Regions from separate parts of the Mus musculus genome. Here region 2 is linked to region 1. A link is a contact called in public HiChIP or PLAC-seq data. All regions are on one chromosome and are shown on one strand. The core of a region is the stretch at or near the end of the contact, and the rest is flanking DNA. Distances in the headings are between cores, read along the strand shown.

The links. HiChIP or PLAC-seq counts read pairs in DNA pulled down with a chosen protein or histone mark.
Region 2: an H3K4me3 HiChIP or PLAC-seq map of forebrain shows a contact between it and region 1, with 9 times the contacts expected there. The contact joins two enhancer-like sites. A contact is called at or near these places in 3 of 484 Hi-C or Micro-C datasets (cerebral cortex and cortical neurons) and 4 of 115 datasets of contacts at active chromatin or transcription factors (differentiating embryonic stem cells, embryonic forebrain, embryonic hindbrain and 1 more).

Annotation. Positions count from the first base shown.
Region 1 is chr3:16,465,009-16,468,429 of GRCm38.p6, reverse strand. No RefSeq gene overlaps it. Among named protein-coding and RNA genes, the nearest start is that of Ythdf3, 280 kb to the right of the region's middle. Within about 2 kb of position 1,784, at least 22 of the 459 cell types and tissues checked have an H3K27ac peak or open chromatin away from gene starts, as enhancers often do. A contact at or near this core is called in forebrain, where this site is marked.
Region 2 is chr3:16,818,913-16,822,333 of GRCm38.p6, reverse strand. The region is part of intron 1 of Gm30223 (predicted gene, 30223); the gene reads right to left. Among named protein-coding and RNA genes, the nearest start is that of Gm30223, 3.5 kb to the right of the region's middle. Within about 2 kb of position 1,598, at least 7 of the 459 cell types and tissues checked have an H3K27ac peak or open chromatin away from gene starts, as enhancers often do. A contact at or near this core is called in forebrain, where this site is marked.

The DNA.
Region 1 (3,421 bases), core at 535-3,034:
CCACATGCTTTTCTTTGGGGGCTGTGGTGGCAGTAACTTCGACAGAAGCCAGGGGTCCAGGAGACACAATCAAAAGCCTTCAGTTCCATGTTGGTGGAAATTACCACCCACTGAGTCCCACCAGGGTTCAAGACCTAAGCTCAACTGGAGACCAGGCTGTCTGTGCATAGCCCATTGCCCCACAGTAAAGTATTGTAACTGACCTTTCAATGACCTCTACATGGCAGCCCAGCCTCATCTATTTATCAGGTGAAGGGTGTAAAGGTAATGTCACAAAACTCTCGGTGTCCCAGTACCTGCAAAAGTGCACAGTTCCAGCAATCAACAATCTATGATTCCAAGGATTCTGATGCTAAGCTTAAAGACTAGAAATCAAAAGGGTAGCTAATATTTGTTTAGATATCTATGTGTATAGCAGTGCTCTGATTATAGTTCAAGTAGTAACTCATTTTGCCTATACACACACACACACACACACACACACACACACACACACACACACACCTTGAAAGGAAAGTTGAACAACTGTTCCCATTTTGAAGATGAGAAAATGAATATACACAAAGGTTAACTAACTTATCATGGTCTTCTGGAAATGGAGAAAATCCACAAACGATGTTCAAGCTGCATCCATTTATAATGCATTTACCTGCTCACACTCAGTGCACTAAGATTTAAGAATAAAGATACAGGTGTTAGCAGGATAAGTTGACTGTTTTCAGGAAAACCCCATGATTTGAAATACTCTGGGAAAGAGAAGAGGTATCTAAGGGTTTTGTTCAGTTCACACATCTCTTTTTTACAAGCATCCAGTCTAAAGGCAGCGAGAACATGAAAGAATTTCAGTTTACTAGGTTACATGGCTCAGGACCCAGTTTCATGGAGAAGTACACTGGAATTGTTATTTGTGACCTATAGATTCCCAGGCCCAGGTCTGCATTGTAAAGGAGATGTTAGAGCAATCACCAGAAGAGTGGTTCTCAAAGTGGCTTCCCCATCTGAAGCATCAACATTGCCTGAGGACTTCAGAGAATTGTGCATCCTCTGGCCTCATCTCAGATGTGCTGCACAGAGTGGACGGTAATGGTGGAGTCTACTATGTGTGTCTGGACAAAGAAGTATGCCAAGTGACTCTGTTTTAGAACAGAATTTAAGAACCACTACCCTATAGGGTCTCCATATTCAATCGTCCTCCTCTTTTCCAAGATTGTCTTCTTGATATCAATATGTGGCCTTCTGTGAAGCTCCTGAGCTTTCCAATTCTGAGACACACCCACTTGGGATAGTGACATGTGAATGGATGGGAAGACCTGGGCTTGGGGTTTTTGTTGTTGTTTGTTTGTTTGATATATATATCAATATATCAAGAATGCTTATCGTCATTGTCATCGTAGAGTTTGTCCTCCTCCTCTTCCTTCTCTTCCTCCTCCCCCTCCCTCTTCTCTTTCTCCTCCTTTTCGTCCTCCCTCCGCCTCCTCTCCCTTTTTTCTTCCTTTAAATATGTCAGTGGAAAACAAAACCATTATGCCAAATTCTTTGAAGTCCGGAAATATGATTCTACTCAAACCCTAATTTTTGGAGCAGCCTTGTCTCTAGCACGGAGAAATACCAGCTAAATCAAATAAGCAAAAGCATTTCTGACTTCATTATCCCCAGAGGCGCTTTGAGAAGCTAGCAAAGTAACCTCACAGGAACTTCAGAATTTTTCTTTCCTCCGATTTCCATGTGGATAGCATGTTAAACAGCGATGCAAGCGATTGTTTTCAGTCTCAAGTCCTCCACGTCACAAGACAAAGATGTTGCAGATGCATTTTGCCCGGTTATGCAGTAGCTTCTGAAGCCAATTCTAAAGGCAATTGTGTTCCTCACACGCCCTCTTGTGGCTGCTCTTGGGTAATGCAGTCAGGAAGGCCCTCAAAACCTTTTTTTTTTTCCCTCCAATTTTTTTATTAGGTATTTACTTCATTTACATTTCAAATGCTATCCCCAAAGTCCCCTATACCCCGCCCCGCTCCCCAACCCACCCACTCCCACTTCTTGGCCCTGGTGTTTCCCCAGTACTGGGGCATATAAAGTTTGCAAGACCAAAGGGCCTCTCTTCCCAATGATGGCCGACTAGGCCATCTTCTGCTACATATGCAGCTAGAGACAAGAGCTCTGGGGGTGCTGGTTAGTTCATATTGTTGTTCCACCTCTAGGGTTGCAGGCCCCTTCAGCTCCTAAACCACTTTTTCTTATTAAAGCTTCACTTAGGGAATTAAATATCTAAGAATTCAATATTTCGAAAGTTTATTTGTTCATAAATTATGTGTTCCTTGGTACTAGAAGAATCTGTTGAGCTATACTTTCAAAAAATGTTGGCAGATACGAACCAACTAATTCTGTTCTTTAAGAAAAGTAGAAAGTAAAATATGTGTCTTTTTTTTTTCAAAGTACAATGAAGGAAGCTGCAAGTATACAAAAGAAAACAAACTGATTTTTTCTAGTACTGTGTTTCCATGAGAAGCAAAACAAAAGATTTTATGTCAGCAATGGGATTATAGAGCAGTAAAAAGCTGTGTGTGTGTGTGTGTGTGTGTGTGTTTGTGTACAGGTGTGTATGTCTCTGTTTGGTTGTGTACAGGTGTGTATCTGTGTCTGACTGTGTACAGGTGTGTGTGTGTGTGTGTGTGTATGTGTGTGTGCCTTTGAATTCACTGACATTAGTTATATTTATTAGGGTTCTATCAGTAATCATAAATTACTTCATACTGTTGGTACATTTGAAAATCAATGTTCCCTACTGGATCCTACACTGAACTGGGATTTCATCATGACATTCCATGGCTAGGCAGAAAGGAACTTGAGACTCCCCTCCTCCCAACCACTGTTATTCTGCTGAAGTGTGCTTCTCCTTCCCCACTCACCTAAGGGCTGGGGAGCTCCCAGCCCGTTTTGCTGGTGAGTGTGAGACCGAGCATGGTGATTCATCTGCAGCTTCACTTCTCCACTTTCATGAACAAGTCTGCCGAAGGCTATATACACTCCTCATAGAAACAGGACCTAACTCACTGCTCAGTGTGCTCTAGATAATCACTTCTACAAATAGATATCAATGAAAGTTTAATAATGGGAAGATTGCATTAATTATTCAGTTTTTCTAATTTTCCACAAATAAAAAGGGGATCATATGATGCTAGCCAAAAATTTCCAGCACAAGAAAATACACAGGTGGGTGAGGGATTAAGAGGCACATAAGATCTGGAGCAGCATGTCTTACCTTGGGCACTGCTTACTGTTTGAATTGGTCATTTATTGATGTGTTGTTGTTTAATGAACATGTGGTATCCTGCAGCAGCTAGGTACAAGTTGTGCTACCCCCAAGTAACAACAAAAATAGAAAATTGTTCAAGGGACTTTGCCGACAACATCGCCCCCAGGT
Region 2 (3,421 bases), core at 349-2,848, 350 kb before region 1:
CCTCTTTTTTTTTTCACATTTGTAATATTCTTTCCTTATTTTTCAGCGAATTAGTCAGTTGTATACATGTTTAGCCACTTCATCACTTAATACCTGTATTCACTCATCTCCATAAGACATTTCAAACTAATGGAGAACAATATAATCTACCCACTGAATGACCTTCTGTGGAAGCCCAGTTGTTTTATGATTATGGACACATAATTTAACCTGGAGAACTCATATGATGATAGAACAAATGAAGCAAGAGTTATTAAAAAGACTGAAATTAAGCAGAACTATCAATGTTTTCAGGTATTCGTTCATTACTTTCATGACAGAAAAATGCAAGTACACTCTTATAACCACTCAGAAGATAGGAAATTTGAGATACTGGGGTTGGACTGCATGGGAAAATATTGTGTGCATATGGAAGTTAAGTTCCTGGAATTTGCCTGTATTCTGTACTGATAGGTCTATATCTGCTAGCAATTTGGGGATTGTGAGCACACCAAATGGCAAAACTACTAAAGACCTTGCCAGTGTGAATGGTTAGGTATTAGGTCATGATTTACATCATTATAGATTATTTCTTAGATTTACTGAGTGAATGAAATATATTTTCTTTGTGTGTATGTGTGTGTGTGTGTGTGTGAATGGAAAAAATGAAATGAGCAAACTTTAGTTTGCTTAAGTTAGAGATAGTACATGTATATCAACATTAGTCAGAAGAAGCCTTAAGAATTTTATGTAGAAGAGATTCTGGTCATACTCTGGAACTCAGGGTATATTCTAACTTTACTTTGGATTAAAACAAAGCTAAATTATAAGTTTCCCTTAATTTTCCCTTTCTAGTTTTTAGTATTTTCAAATTTTAGTGTTATCAAACTCAGCCACAATTCAGAAAATTATTGCAAAATGAAAGATAGGTGTTTCAAGTAAGAATTGTCCCAATAATATTATATCTCCTGTGTGAAGGGAGACGTCTGAAAGAAATAATTAATCTATTTAGTGGAAATCTGTAGAAATCCAGGGAAGAAATCTCATTTTCTTTTCAAAGCAGCTTTTCAACACAATTTGAGTCTCCTGAGTCCTTCTAGGTTTTCCTTGACACTTTGTGCTTTTAGAGATAGGTCAAGCATCAAGTCCATCTGAGATTTATCTTATGCATCATTTCTCCAACACAGATTTACCCCCAGTGTAGAAGTCAAGTAGAGTATTTAAGCTAGTGGTGGTTATTGTATACTTCATCACATTTGCATGATCTTTTTTCGCATCTTGATTAACAAAAGGATTTTGTAGTCTTTCCTTGGCTTTCCATTATTACCTTGGCTTTCAAGGTTTTAGAAAAATCTCTCAATTGTGCAAGAAAGTCATAGTTCCAGTAGTGTTTCTTCATCTTGGTTTGGTTAAAATGTGAGGTCATGAAGTTTGGCCACTCCTCTGAACCTTGCTTTGCCTTTCTCTCCTTCAATGATATCATGCTGGCATGCATCCGTGAAGTATCATTCATTCTCCCTTGCACTTTATTCTTTACCACTTCCCTCTTCCTCTTACATGCACATATACACACACATCCGCACAGAGAGGAAAATCTATATGTGTCAGACATTCAGCAAGGGAAAGACAAAGGCACTGAGTTAATTACCCATCATTTACTGCTGCTGAGAAGAGCAGATGGCAGCAGACGATATGTAAATGGCAAGGGGCAGTGAATTATTCGATTTTTTTAGATTAATCGTCGATGACAAAGAAAGTGATTACAGGCTGTGACATTTATACAAATGTATAAAGTACATCACACTAAAAAATTGAGCTTAATATTATTATGAGGGTGTCAAGCATATAAACACTATTGTCACAATAGAAAGCAACAAATTTACAATAATCCAAGAATCCAACCTCCCTCTATCTAAAAAGTTTATAGAACCACAGACTCTAGGGCGAAAGATGACTCAAGTCTGAATATCATGGAATAGTTTTGTAAAGTAACCAGATTATACCAAGGCAATCTATGTATGCAGGAGGATGATGCATATTGAGGCATAAAGCAAAACAAGATTTTCTTCTCAACTGATCTAGTGCCTGCCTTAGAGAGTGGGCTGTAAAACAAAACAAAACAAAAAAGGTGCTAGTAAATGAGAAGTAGACATTAAAATAAAACACAATAATTCACAATGAGGTCCATCAAGGGTGTGGATGAAAAAATAATTCAAAAAAGGAAAAAGAAAAAGAAAGATTGCATTCCTATTCCTTAGAAATACTATTGTCATACCAGACGTGTACAGATAACGTCCCTATAATCTTTAAGAACACAGTGAAGAAATTTCTGCCCAAGATTCCTTATTGAACACAGACAAGTGCTCACATGTATGCTTGTGCAAACACACACACACACACACACACACACACACACACACACACAAACCACCACCACCACACCAACTCCATTCCTTTGCAGGAAAGAAGCAAGCAGAGTAGCCTATTATTTCCAGTTGCTTCAATAATTAATTGGTACATGAGAGAATCAGATGCTTTCCTTGGCAGATCAGAGAATTTGCCCCATCATCAAAATGTCCTCTATCACCCTGTTATTAAATCTATATGATGTTGATATTATTATGAAAAGAGAGCCACAGAGCCACATTTGTTCTCTGAAAGCATTCCAGCCACTGCAGTCCCCGAGGCTGCCCTGTGGGATGAGAGCTCATCTCCAAATATTAAAATCAAGAAAAAGGAAAAGCTTGGGGCACATCTATTTATAGACTTCAAAAATACTTTCAAAATATTCAAAGCAAAACATTACCAAAATTGCTGCTGAGTATTCCACAATTGTACACTCTTTGTTGACAATGGACTACCATTGTCAACAAAGGATAGGGCAGGAGAATGGGTCAGGAGCTGGTTGGGGGAGGGGTGCTGTTAGTCAGCAGCCCCTGCAGCAGCAGTGGCAACACTAGATAGAGCATTTATGTCTGGCAGTCCATTTTGAATGAACATGGGTTCAGAAATAAAGTGCAGGCAGAACCAATCTGCCCTGAAGAAAAGCACAGAATAAAATATTGCACAAAGAAATGAGAATTTCCAGGGTGGCTTAAACTGCAAACCAAGCTGGCAGGTGCGCAGAGCAAACCATTAGCATTGTGTGCCCTTTTCGAAAAATATAAGTGTTTTGCTTTTTGTTTAGCCATAAAAGGAATATTTACAGATGCAAATAATTCTGATTTATATCTTGGTATAAATATGATACCGAATATCATTTAAAATATTTTAAATAGCTTTTAAAATAGTTACCTGTAAATACATGTAGCTGGAATTATATATGAGTATACTTGCAACTTAGTTGTTCTCACCTTTAATCAAAATTGAGTTCAGGACAAAACCACATTATTCTTATTCAGCATTTTATATGGTTATGAATGCAATCTTTTCTGAGTAAAAA